2 separate regions of the Danio rerio genome follow, and region 2 is linked to region 1. Evidence: chromatin contacts called from public Hi-C data. All regions are on one chromosome and are shown on one strand. The core of a region is the stretch at or near the end of the contact, and the rest is flanking DNA. Distances in the headings are between cores, read along the strand shown. Region 1 overlaps dab2ipa (DAB2 interacting protein a). Region 2 holds the start of fibcd1a (fibrinogen C domain containing 1a).

What was found. Hi-C and Micro-C count contacts between places; a contact is called where the count stands out from the background.
Region 2: a Hi-C map of embryo shows a contact between it and region 1, with 4 times the contacts expected there. The contact joins the promoter of fibcd1a here to the enhancer-like site in region 1. A contact is called at or near these places in 3 of 18 Hi-C or Micro-C datasets (caudal fin, embryo and hematopoietic stem cells).

The regions. Positions count from the first base shown.
Region 1 is chr8:13,725,023-13,731,274 of GRCz12tu, reverse strand. It overlaps dab2ipa (DAB2 interacting protein a), which reads left to right. Exons shown (of 18, transcript XM_017357419.4): 14 at 3,250-4,141. Among named protein-coding and RNA genes, the nearest start is that of endog, 33 kb to the right of the region's middle. Within about 2 kb of position 3,509, at least 3 of the 62 cell types and tissues checked have an H3K27ac peak or open chromatin away from gene starts, as enhancers often do.
Region 2 is chr8:14,413,477-14,419,894 of GRCz12tu, reverse strand. fibcd1a (fibrinogen C domain containing 1a) reads left to right here and starts at 4,113. Exons shown (of 10, transcript XM_073910115.1): 1 at 4,113-4,189.

The DNA of each region.
Region 1 (6,252 bases), core at 2,260-4,759:
CTAGTAAAATCTTCATCATGCTGTTGTGGAATAGGGTAAAATTGAAGACGAGAAAATGTGTCCTGACTCATATAAAAATCCCTGCTCCTCCAATGATCACTTTCAGGGAAGATTACTTGCATCTGGTAATGACTGCACATGTTTTAATAAGTACTCTCAGATCTCTTTATACATATATTATTCTCTTACACTGGGATTGTAGAGTTTTATTACATAGTTTTAAATCAAAAGACATTTTTTTGTCAGTGTTCAGACAGCTATCATATCAGCACACATTCATTAGCCATGAAAATTAGCTAGATCAGATGTGTCATGGGCTGCATAGGAATTGTACTCTCTCTTGCAATGTAGGTATTTATTTTGAATAAGCAATTGCTTAGGACTTCTAAAATGTTGCTTATATTTTTAATGTTTGTAAAAAAATGTATGTACTGTGCATTTCTCATGTTGCTAAGTGTCCTAACATCAGTTGCATTGCTTTATTGTCATTCTTAAATCATTTACTGGGGTCTCTTGAGATAGAGAAAACTCCCTGGAAGTAATAGGTCAAGGGTTGTTTTTGACTATACTTTTAATATAATTATAATACTTAATACTATAATTATAACACTTATTTGTCAAATATTCTGTATAGTAAAGTATAGACATTTATGCTGCTATTCAGTAATTTAATATATTGTGATAAAGAAAATAATGTGGCACTTAACAGTGCTGTGAATAATAGTTATTTATTATTTAAACGTTTAGAGTTCCCTTTTAGGAATATTCTGACGGTTTTATTAGTGGTGGTTCATTAATGCTTGAAGACTTAAAAGGAGATATGTATATATGTATATGTATATATTTGTGAGTGTGTTTGTGTGTGTGTGTTTGTGTGTGTGTGTGTGTGTGTGTGTGTGTGTGTGTGTGTGTGTGTGTGTGTGTGTGTGTGTGTGTGTGTGTGTGTGTGTGTGTGTGTGTGTATATATATATACAGTGTATTTGTTAACTATCATAAGGCTCCATTTGTTAACATCAGTTAATTTAACTAAAGTCGATGTAAGAACAGGGTGACACAGTGGTGCAATAGATAGTGCTGTAGCCTCACAGCAAGAAGGTTAGTGGTTCAAGCCTCGGCTGGGTCAGTTGGCATTTCTGTGTGGACTTTGCATGTTCTCCCTGCGTTTGTGTAGGTTTCCTCCGGGTGCTCCAGTTTCCCCAACAGTCCAAATACATGCGGTATAGGGGATTTGGGTAGGCTTAATTGTCCATAGTGTATGAGTGTGAATGAATTCAATAAATTTTTTTACTTAACTTTAACATAACTATAATATGCCTATTTCACACTGTGAAATTTAATGCATTAAAGTTTTCTAATGAGACTTTGGGCATACTCTCACTATGTACAGTTGCCTTGAACCGTGCCGAAGCGCAGTTGTCCCCTCTTTCCCAACGGCTTGCACTCACATTGCATCCGAGACAGAGTACGCTTTTGTCATCGATGGTGCGCTGTTCAGTTGAACAGAGAGAAGCGCTCTCACTCAACACAGTGGATGTGCTTTAGTTATATAGTTTTGTATTATTTTTAGTCGTTACGGATGCAGTGACACACAATCAAATATTTTGCAGAACAGATCCACAACTTTTGCATTCATAAGTTATCATAAAAGCCCTCACACTGCAGATATTAGGAGGTTTGCTGTCGTGCAGTGAGGGGTTTGCGCCTGTAATAAACTATGACAGTTCACGTTCATTGAAAAGTAAGAATGATTAATAAACTCATCTGAAACAGTCCCTTAAAAGTGACGTTGCGTCTTCAGTTTCGGGCTTAGGCACGATTTGCGCTCACACTAAAAGCGTACCACGCCAAAGCCTAACCTCTGGCACACCTCTTCCTACCGGGCCAGGGCCGGCCAACTGAACCGCACCTGGGCCCGATTTGGAGCACTCATACTTGTCAAACAAACCAGGAAACGCACCTGGTCATGGTTTGGATAGCATAGTGTGAGTGCACCCTTAATTGCATATACATGTTCAGAATAAATAAATAAATAAATAAATAAATAAATAAATAAATAAATAAATAAATAAATAAATAAATAAATATTCAATATATTACAAAATAGGTAACACTTTAAAGCAGGGGTGTCCAAACCGGCCAAAAACCAACCTTGATTGAGGGCTATGAGCCATATATATATATATATATATATATATATATATATATATATATATATATATATATATATATATATATATATATATGTGTGTATGTATGTATGTATATATATATATATATATATATATATATGTGTGTATGTATGTATGTATATATATATATATATATATATATATATATATATATATATATATATATATATATATATATATATATATATATATATATATATATATATTACATTAAGTTTGCCAAGGGTAATTTCCTAATTTATTAGCTAATATTAAAAATTACCAGAAAAGTAGAAAAAAATAAAAAATAAACAATCACATTTATAACACAATGCAATTCAATGTTTAATATAGTCGAGCTGCTCTTGGCTTTGCCTTGATTTGCTCGCAGATGTCTTGTGCATTGTCCTCTATTTGACAAGTGACAGTATTCACATTTTAAAAGTCTGATTCATTTATAACATTTATTTGAAACATTTCATTTCAGTTGGCTTTTTATTGTTTTATTGTTCAGTCACAAAACAAACAAACAAAAATTTACGTTGAATTTGTCAACGTTAATCTTACAATCTCTGTCAAACCACCTTCCATTCCACATTCCCATCCCTGCTCCCACTCTTTTCTGATGGGAGGGTGGGCCAAATCAAAGGTTACCATGGGCCAACTTTAGGCATCTCTGCTTTAAAGTAAAACAGTAGGTATTTTAGGTTATTCTGCCTGTTAAAGTAATCTTTTTTGCAGCTCAATATATTGATGATACCATGTATCATGACAAAAGTTTAAGCAATTAATCACAGCAAGAAATTTTGAGAGAAGCCTAGTAAGCAAGTGCAATATGTGATTTCTGACCTAGCAGCCCTGCAGAGTTTAGCTCCTACCAAACTGAAACAAATCCTAAACCACGTGACCAAGGTCTTTAGACACAACAGAAACTTGTAGATAATTTGATTGGAGCAGAACTCTGCAGGGCATTGACCTTCCAGGAGAATAATTGGACACCCCTGAGCTAGATAATGAGTTTAATTTGAATAATAAAAAAACAGCTGTGATCTTCATTTTGTCCTGTCATCTTTTGGACAGGCTGGTGGATTTCACTCGACTGCCCTCGCCGACCCCCGAAAACAAGGACCTGTTCTTTGTCACAAGGAATTCTGTGATTCAGCCGTCACCCGCCCGCAGCTCCAGTTACTCCGAGGCCAACGAGCCAGATGTTCAGATCCCCAACGGTAGCAAGAGCTTGTCAATGGTGGACCTGCAGGACAGCCGTTCTCTAGAGAGCGCTGCCAACACCTCCTTCAGTGACCCCATCAACGACAGCCAGGCGTCTGCTGGCCAGAGCGCAGGAATGTGGACCACCCGCACCATAAAGGGCAACACGCCCAGTGGTCCAACCCTGAGGAGAGCAGGTCAGACCCCCACCACCCCGAGCACAGAGTCTGCCCCAGGAAGGTCCCAGCTGCTTGCCCCGCTCTCCTTCCAGAACCCTGTGTACCAGATGGCCGCCGGATTGCCTGTGTCACCCCGTGCAGTGGCCGATTCAGGATCTGAATGCCAGAGTTCCATCAGCAGCAATGCAGAGGAAGCAGCTACCGCGGGGCCAAAGCACCCGTTTATAAGCCAGTCCAGCACAGGGGCGAGCGGCGGAGGGGGCAGTAGTGGGGATGAATTTATTCAACGTCCTGGAGAGTTTACACGTCGACAGCTGTCACTTACAGAGACCCAACACCAGACCAATGTACCGCGGCAGAACAGTGCTGGCCCGCAGCGCCGGATAGACCAACCACCTCCAGCCATTACAAGAGGCCGCACTCCACCAAACATGCTCAACACTGCTCCCTATCCACGGCCCTCCAGTGGAAGTATGATGTCATCGTCTCCTGACTGGCCCAGCAGCGGCACTAGACTGAGGCAACAGTCTTCGTCCTCCAAAGGGGACAGTCCAGAGTCCAAGCAGCGCACACTACACAAACAAGTGAGTCCATTTGAACACTATTTCTCTAGTTTTCATAAATGTGTCTATTTCATTTCATTATTTAAAACTGAAGCCATAATGTTCCAAGTATGGTTGCTGTGACCTTGTGCAATGATGTCACTAGAAACGATACCAATTAGATAGGGTTCTTGTTTACTAGTTAGCCCAATCAAGTAGGTATGACTGCAGCCTCCTGCAGACCTCTAGGTGGGAGGGACTTATGCTGCAGTTAGGCTGGGTTTAGGGGTGGTGTAGGTACTGTATAAACATTAATAAAACATAACAGGTCACTGTTAGATTGGGTCTAGGGTTGGGTTTAGGGTTAGGGTAGGTGTAGACATTCATAAAACACAGTAGGTTGGACTCCATGTTATGTACAAGATAAATGAAAACTCCAGGAGGTGTGTTCAGCCCCCTTGGAGCTTAAGTCCCACCCACTTTGAGCTGACCAAACCATTTGAACCTGGCTCTGACCTCCATTTATACCCTTCTCGGCCTAATTGCAAATACACATGTGACAATTAACTAAAAGCAAACGTGTTAGAAAAATAAACACTTTACACTTAAATGTTCTGTATAAGTTTTTGACAATTCTAAAGCATAAAATACCATAATATGTTTGCAAATATTTAAGAAACATGCCACTTGAACAATCTTGGTTATCTGAAAAACAATGCTGAAGTCAGATTTTCTGCTTTGAAAATGTGTTACGTGCCAGAATATCTGTCTTTGTTTTGGTTTTAACACATTTAACATAAGTAAAAGCACATGAGGTTTACCTGAGGTAAGCATTGCCAGTTTGCTGTTATTCAGCTGCAAGCCATTTCTAATATATTAATTTAAGGTGTTGGTTAGAACAAAAACTCTATCGTGTGCTGTTACTTTTATATAGAACATGACTTAAATCAGCCTTTAGGCTCGATTGTCAGACTCGCTTCTGGTGGTCCTCAATCTGACAACCAATGTTTTTTTTAATCCAGGAATGTAATGTAAGTTCAACCGCTGGGTGTCAAACTTACATAATACACATATAAACGTACTTCAGCATGTGAATTAAAATAAGTACTACCTAAAATTATCTAAATCGTTTATGGAAAAAGCTCATTTGAAAATGTATTTGTTACATTTGTACAATTTTTTTATGATATGTGCTGCAGCCACCCACCAGGAAGCAATACAAATGTTTTGGCTTTATTTGGTATGGTTTATATCTTGATGAAAAGATCATGTCATATTTAATATGATATTTAATCATGTCATATTCATGTCAATTATGTCAATTTAATTGTACTCATCAGAAATATAATTTTAGTGCAAATTTAAATCATCAACATTTAGTTTACCAAAACCCTTGTTGTTGATTTATGCAGATGTTGTGTTTCACTCACTTTATTCAGTCCCTATGTACCCAAATGATTTTAATTTGTATAAAACCAAATATTGTCTAAGAACTTAAAACAACTGGTAGCCATAATTGGATGGTGTTTTCAGTCATTTTGACTACACTTGTCATTTCTACACTATTTTGAGAAGCTTTTTAGAAAACAAGTATGTGTATAATCAAGAATTTGTTCCCTCATTTTAGTAGTTACTTGTGTTAGCCAGTACTCATTTTTGGGTATTTACACCTACCTAACTTTAAATAGTAAAAGTCCTTGACCCCAGTGAGCTACAAACAAAAATTAAATATCATTGGAAAGAAGACACTTTGAATCCATCTAGAAAGTTTCATGCTAAAAAAATATGAAAAGTTATATATTATGAAGTAATGAGAAAGAAAAATTGTAGTGTTTTTAATATTTGTTTTTTCATAAACAAACAAAGCCTAGTCTCTCATAAGTTTATATTTCAAATTTAATAAAGATAGCATGCAAAATAAGATTTCTGTAAAAGGTTTTCTGAGACTATATCGGTGTCCTACTTGTCCTCACCGCCAGAGGCATTTTAAAAATTACCTTCCCAATATAAAACAGTAACAGTTGCTGAGTAATTTGGTCTACCTTCACAGTTCATATATCTTTGGAAAGAAGACACGTTAGGCTTTATTATTCCAGCATCTAGATTTTATAATGTTCAAAACAAAAACAAAAAAAACCTATAGATTCTTAAGT
Region 2 (6,418 bases), core at 2,864-5,363, 690 kb before region 1:
AGTGACACTCCTGCTTATTCAGCTTCATTCACCTACGTAAAACCAAAACTTCAAGGATGTATGGTATTGTGATCCTTTCATATATATATATATCATTTCATATATTTTAAGCACAAGAAGCTCTACTCCACAGCATTTATGTTCGAAAAACATTTAAAAAATATATAATTTACAGATACATTTAAAATGTTTGGGACCAGATTTTTTAAGGGATAGTTTACCCAAAATACCTTCAAGTAGTTCCAAACCTTGAGTTTTTTTTTTTTTTTTTACAGCTAAACACATAACAAGATATCTTAAAGAATGCTTCAAATCTGTAGCCATCGACATGTACGGTATTTGTTTATTTTGTCCTACTATATTCAATTCAATTAATCTTTATTTGTATAGCGCTTTTACAATGTAGATTGTGTCAAAGCAGCTTCACATAAATGGTCATAGTAACTGGAACAGTGTGGTTCAGTAACTGGAACAGTGTAGTTCAGTTTTTAGTGTTTAAGTTCAGTTTAGTTCAGTTTAGCTCAGTTCAGTGTGATTTAATCATTACTGAGAGTTCAAACACTGAAGAGCAAATTCATCGATGCGTAGCTCTACCAATCCTGAACCATGCGAGCCAGTGGCGACAGCGGAGAGGGAAAAAAAACTTCACCTGATGGGAGTGAAGAAAAAAAAACCTTGAGAGAACCAGACTCAGTTCGGCACGACCATTTTAATTTCTGCGCTGGCCAAAAGTCTTGTGCAGAGCTTCAGTCACCGCGGTGGGCTGGAAGATGGCCTCAGCGAAGACTCGTATGTCCCTGGAGCGTCGCTGAATCAGTCTCATGTTCTCCACTTCCCATGACCATCAGTGCAGCAGCAGCTCAGGATATGGCCTGGTCCCGGATATGGAAACCTTGGGATCATCTCGTCGCTGGTCTTGGATCCAATCAGTGACTCTGCATAATCTGAGGACCTCGGGATGAGTATCCCCAGGTGAAAATAGAGAATAAAGAGAATAATTAGCGTAGCTGCTGTTCATAGTGTATATAAGCAAGATGCAGAAGCCTGTTTGGAACCCACTAGGTGATGGATTGAGTGTATGCTTTACTAAACAGATGGGTCTTTAATCTAGTTTTGAACTGGGAGAGTGTGTCTGAGCCTCGGACGTTATCAGGAAGGCTATTCCAGAGTGTAGGAGCCATGAAAGAGAAGGCTCGACCTCATTTACTCGAATTTGCTATTCTAGGTACTACCAGAAGTTCTGAGTTTTGAGATCTTAAAGAGCGAGTTGGATTGTAGCGAGACAGAAGGTTGGTTAGATAAACAGGAGCTCGATTATTTAGAGCTTTATAGGTGAGAAGTAATATTTTAAATTCAATACGAAACTTAACAGGCAGCCAGTGTAAGGAGGATAAAATTGGGGTGATATGATCATATACTATAATATACTATAGAAGTCAATGGCTACCAGTTTCTAACATTCTTCAAAAAATCTTTCTTTTGTAAAGCAGAAAAAGAGGAAACCACAAAAATGTATAAAAATAAAATAGTTTGAAACCATTTAAGATTGAGTAAATGATTTATTTTGTCTCTGTTTGATATGCTTTCTTTAATATTCTTCCTTAATGTTTCCCTAATCCCATGTTGTTTTATATAAACACTGGGATAGGAACTGAGACTTGCACACAAGCTGTCTTTTGGGACAGTATGGCCGTCAACCCAGTCAGACTTAGTTCAGCCACAGCTAAACCTCTCCATGAGAACCACAAAATTGCTCTGGCAGCAAAGTCCAATTGCTATCAGATTAAAGTCTTGACTGATCTTAGACAGAGAAACATCCATAAAGTCCATCCAAAGATGACGGTGAGAAGAAAGAAGCTGAAGTTATGTGTTTGTTAGCCTACCATTTAATAAATTAGACAGTTATAAAGGTAATAAGATAAATTTATACACAAAATTCTGAATAACTCATAAACTGTTGGTTTAGTTTAGGTCACATACAATAATATTAATTGCATTTATTATTCTTAAGACTAGGCTCTGCAGGTAATATTCCTGTTTACAATTAATTTGCTAAAGCTTTCGTCATGATGTAATATCATGATATTAAACTAAGCTAAAAAAAGATTCAATTCAATAATAACCAAAAATTACTTGGTTTATTTCTTTCTTGTATAGGTTGATCATGTTCAGAGTAAACGTTTCAACCAAATTAAATTAAACAGTTTAAACTTTACGATAGTTTCCATTAGTAAACATTAGTGCATTTAAAACAGCATTGTGATATAGCCTCATTAAAGTTATGTTATAAACTGATTTTTTTTTTTATTACTATTTGCTTTTCTGGTCATTTTTGGGTTGGCAGTAGATGCTAACCTTTCAGTAATGGTCCAAAAGAGTCCAACTGCAGACTCGGTGCAGTGCAATCTGAGCTGCATCCAATGATTTTTAATGAGCTCACCTAACCCCACCCCTAACCCTACCCATCACAGTGATGTCACTCGCTTCATTGAGTGCATTGAGTCTGACATTGCATCGCTGAGTGATGCAATCTCAGCTTGCATCATAAAGGCTGCATCCAGTTACTATTTGTCCAAAAGGCTTTAGCTTTTACTACTTTCCAGGCAAGACATCTAATCCTTTTAAAGTGGAATCACGTCTCTCCACCTTATTTTTACGCATGGATGAAAGAAGTGTTTACTTGCATTAAATTGGAAAAGATTAGACTATTACTGGACAGCATGGTGGTGCAGTGGGTAGTACAATTGCCTTACAGCAAGAAGGTCGCTGGTTCGAGTCCCGGCTGGGTCAGTTGGCATTTTTGTGTGGAGTTTGCATGTTCTCCCTGTGTTGGCGTAGGTTTCCTCCGGGTCCTCCGGTTTCCCCCACAGTCCAAAGACATGGTATAGGTGAATTGGGTAAGCTAAATTGTCTGTAGTATATGAGTGTGAATGAATGTGTATGGATGTTTCCCAGTGATGGGTTGCACCTGGAAGGCCATCCCCTGCGTAAAACATATGCTGGATAAGTTGGCGGTTCATTCTGCTGTGGCGACCCTTGATTAATAAAGGGACTAAGCCGAAAAGAAAGAAAGAAATAGACTATCACTTACTGGTTCTTTAAAGACCTTTGACAAGGTGTGGCGCCCCTTTTTAGATTATCTGCTGGATAACTCTAACTTGATTCTTTTACTGAGCCATAACATATGAACATTTATTATTCAGTTTTTTTCTTTTGCTTTTTAATTTAAATTATTTTTTTAAATTATTAATTAAGTTTTAGTTTTTCAATGGGAAGATATAGGGAGGGTAGTGTTTATTCGGGGTAGTGTTAGCAACGACAAGGAAGGATAATTAGAAAATGAATGTTGTAATTGACATTTCATGTGAAAACTTCAAAAACTGAAATAAAAAATACTTAACTGAACTGAATTTTAATTTGTTATTAACTTCATTGAATAAAACAATTATGACTTTTGAGTGCGATCATCTACATATTATCTAGCATTAATAAATTCTTTTGCAGTTTTCATTACATTGACTTTAGCTAAAATAACTGTTGTTAACAAATGGAACTGAACTGTACATGAGTTCATGAACAAAAGGCTTATAAAAAGTCACAGAATTTGCAACGTGAAGCCAGATTAATTTCCAAGTATTTACACAAAATTAAGTATTAATTCATATGCTGTTATAAAGAACAATCTGAATATTTCTAATAGGCAGTCTAAACGTTTGATTGATAAATAATGTCATAGCGTAATCTTTCTTCCAATCAAAATGAATTGTTCACCCAAAAATTTAGGATATGCTGCTAAATTACTCACCCTCAAGCATTTAAGATGCAGGTGATTCTTTATTTTATAGATTGTAGATTTTTAGATTAAATCGTCTATAGGTCTACTTGGTGATTTATAAAATGCAAGTCAACAGCTATCAGCATCAAAGGCTAATGTTATACCACGAAATTAATACCTCAATCCTTACTAAAACACTGAAGTCTAAAGAAGTAAAATGATTGGCTTATTCATCGTATTTACAACAATATTACTTAATTTTTTAATACATTTTTAAATAAACGACCCTAATGTGCTTCTTCTTAGGATCAACAGAGGGCGCCACTTTTTTTAGTTTTTCGCCACTAATTACTAAGTTTTGGGAAGACAGCTGGAAATGCAGTAAAGTAAGCAACCACGACATCATTTTATAAGGTAAGATGTCGTTAACAACTTCCCAATGTACATTTATTCACTAGTCAAAACAAACATATTAGCAATTGCTTGGACCTCTTACCTAAACTGCCATGATTTTGATGAAAATCGTACCTGCTAATAGGAGGAAGTCACGCCATGTTTTAGAGCTCATATCTCGGTGTTTTTTTGTGTTGTTTCTAGGGTGTTTACTAACTTATTAGAGTGAGTGTTCTGTGTGGTTGCTACTTGCCAGGCGACTATTATTTTAGCTTGGATGTTATTAGACTATGGGGTTGTTATTATATTTTGTATGTTGCTGCATAAGCAGTTGCTGTGTTGTTTTGGATAGATACTGTTACTATAGTACTAGTACATATTATATTATGATAGTGTATTTATACTGTATTTACTGTATTTTAAAAATACTACAAAGTCATTTTAAAAGGTAGCATGACATTTCTTTGCAAACTTTCCATCAATAGGTCTATTAGATCAATTCCTTCATCATTAAACTGACTTAGTGAAGTAAACAGTTTAATAACAAATTTTCTTCCCACTTAATTCGTTCAGTTTTCTGTTCTGATCTGAAGTTTATAGGCAAATAGCTGAGAAAGCACCAGTCAGAGGCCTCAATTTTAAGATGTCATAATGTACTGTAGACTTTTTATTACAATATTTTACAGTATTTTGAAAATACAAAAATATGAGACACTTAAGTATTTTGATACTTCATATCAAGACATTTTCTTCAACCCTATCAAATACAAATGACAAAATACTATTTTGTATTTGAAACACTTGTATTATAAATACTGCCCATCCCTGATCACATTGATATTATAATTTGCTGTGAATATGTATTTTAGTTGATTTTGCAGTTTTTCAGTTTCAGTTTCCTTTATTTTGTCATTCAAAATGTCACAGTAGATTTTACGTTACACCACCGCCCATGAAGAACATAAAAAAGCATCAGAAAACAATAAAAAACCTAATATAATAAATACACTTTTGTAATTATATGAATATGTAAATCAATTCAATTCAATTCCTCTTTATTTCTATATCGCTTTTACAATGTAGTGTAAAAGCAGCTTGACATAGAAGTTCTAAATTGAAACTGTCTCAATCCAGTTTTCAGAGGTGAATTTCAGTTTATATATATACTATATGTAAAGTTCTTTCGCCTAAACTTGACATTGAGCATAGCCTATATATATTTGAAGGTGTCTATTATGCATCTTATTATGCTACTAAACTCTATATCTTAGTAGTTCTTAGTTGTTCAGTTTTTTTAGTGTCATCTTTTGTGTTATAGCTAATTTTGAATCTGTGTGTTCCTGTTTGGTTTGACAGCTAAAGAATCACAGTGATGTTTGGAGCAGTCAGTGTTTACTTGAGGAAAAGCGTTGTGTGTTCTAATTGAGTGTTTTGTCCCACATTGGAATTCAGCGAATGAAACTTTGTTTATTCTCACCATTCACGGTGCTATTTCAGCTTTGTCCCAAATAGTTTTTCCAGGATGTTATTTCTGTTTCGCTGCTGGTGATTTTCTGAGGTAGAAAAACCATTCAAAATTGGCCCATAATTTTTCAGTGAATTGCTTTTTAAAAGTGGCTACCTTCGTGGTCCTTTCATTCTGTCTGACCTGACAAAATAAATGAAAATCGAGCGTTATAATGTGCCAACAAAATGGTTGACCACAGCAAGGTTGATTTTTATGACATAAAGCAGCGTCTAATTGATCTCCAGGTATTTGCACTCCATTTATGTTCTTTTCTTCTGATGAATATGTGCACTGTTTTATCACTCCTGCAAAAGTCCAGTGACGCATGAATCTGATTCAGCAGATTTCTTTAAAGTTTTCTGGTAATTAGAATAGCACAGTTGGCCGATTAGTTGTTCGCTGACCTTGTGTCAGTGCAGAATTCGAGTGTAAATGTAATTCAGTAGACTATTTACACACAGCGACTGACTTCATATTTCATAATTCATAAGCTTCTTTTCCAAACCCTACTGAGCTGTCACTGTAGGCATAATAAACCTTAAATCTGTTCAAAATGGCAGATTGTTAATTAAAATATGTGTTGTTGTGCATCCGTAAACATGACATCCATAAGAATGCACAGCTTTCTACCGGAATCGCATTTGAAAACTCCTTTAGTGTATGATGTTGCATTTTTGAACATGTAAAAGATTCATGCAGCCTACTCCAATATCAGTGATATTATTCTCTATATCAGTAAGCAC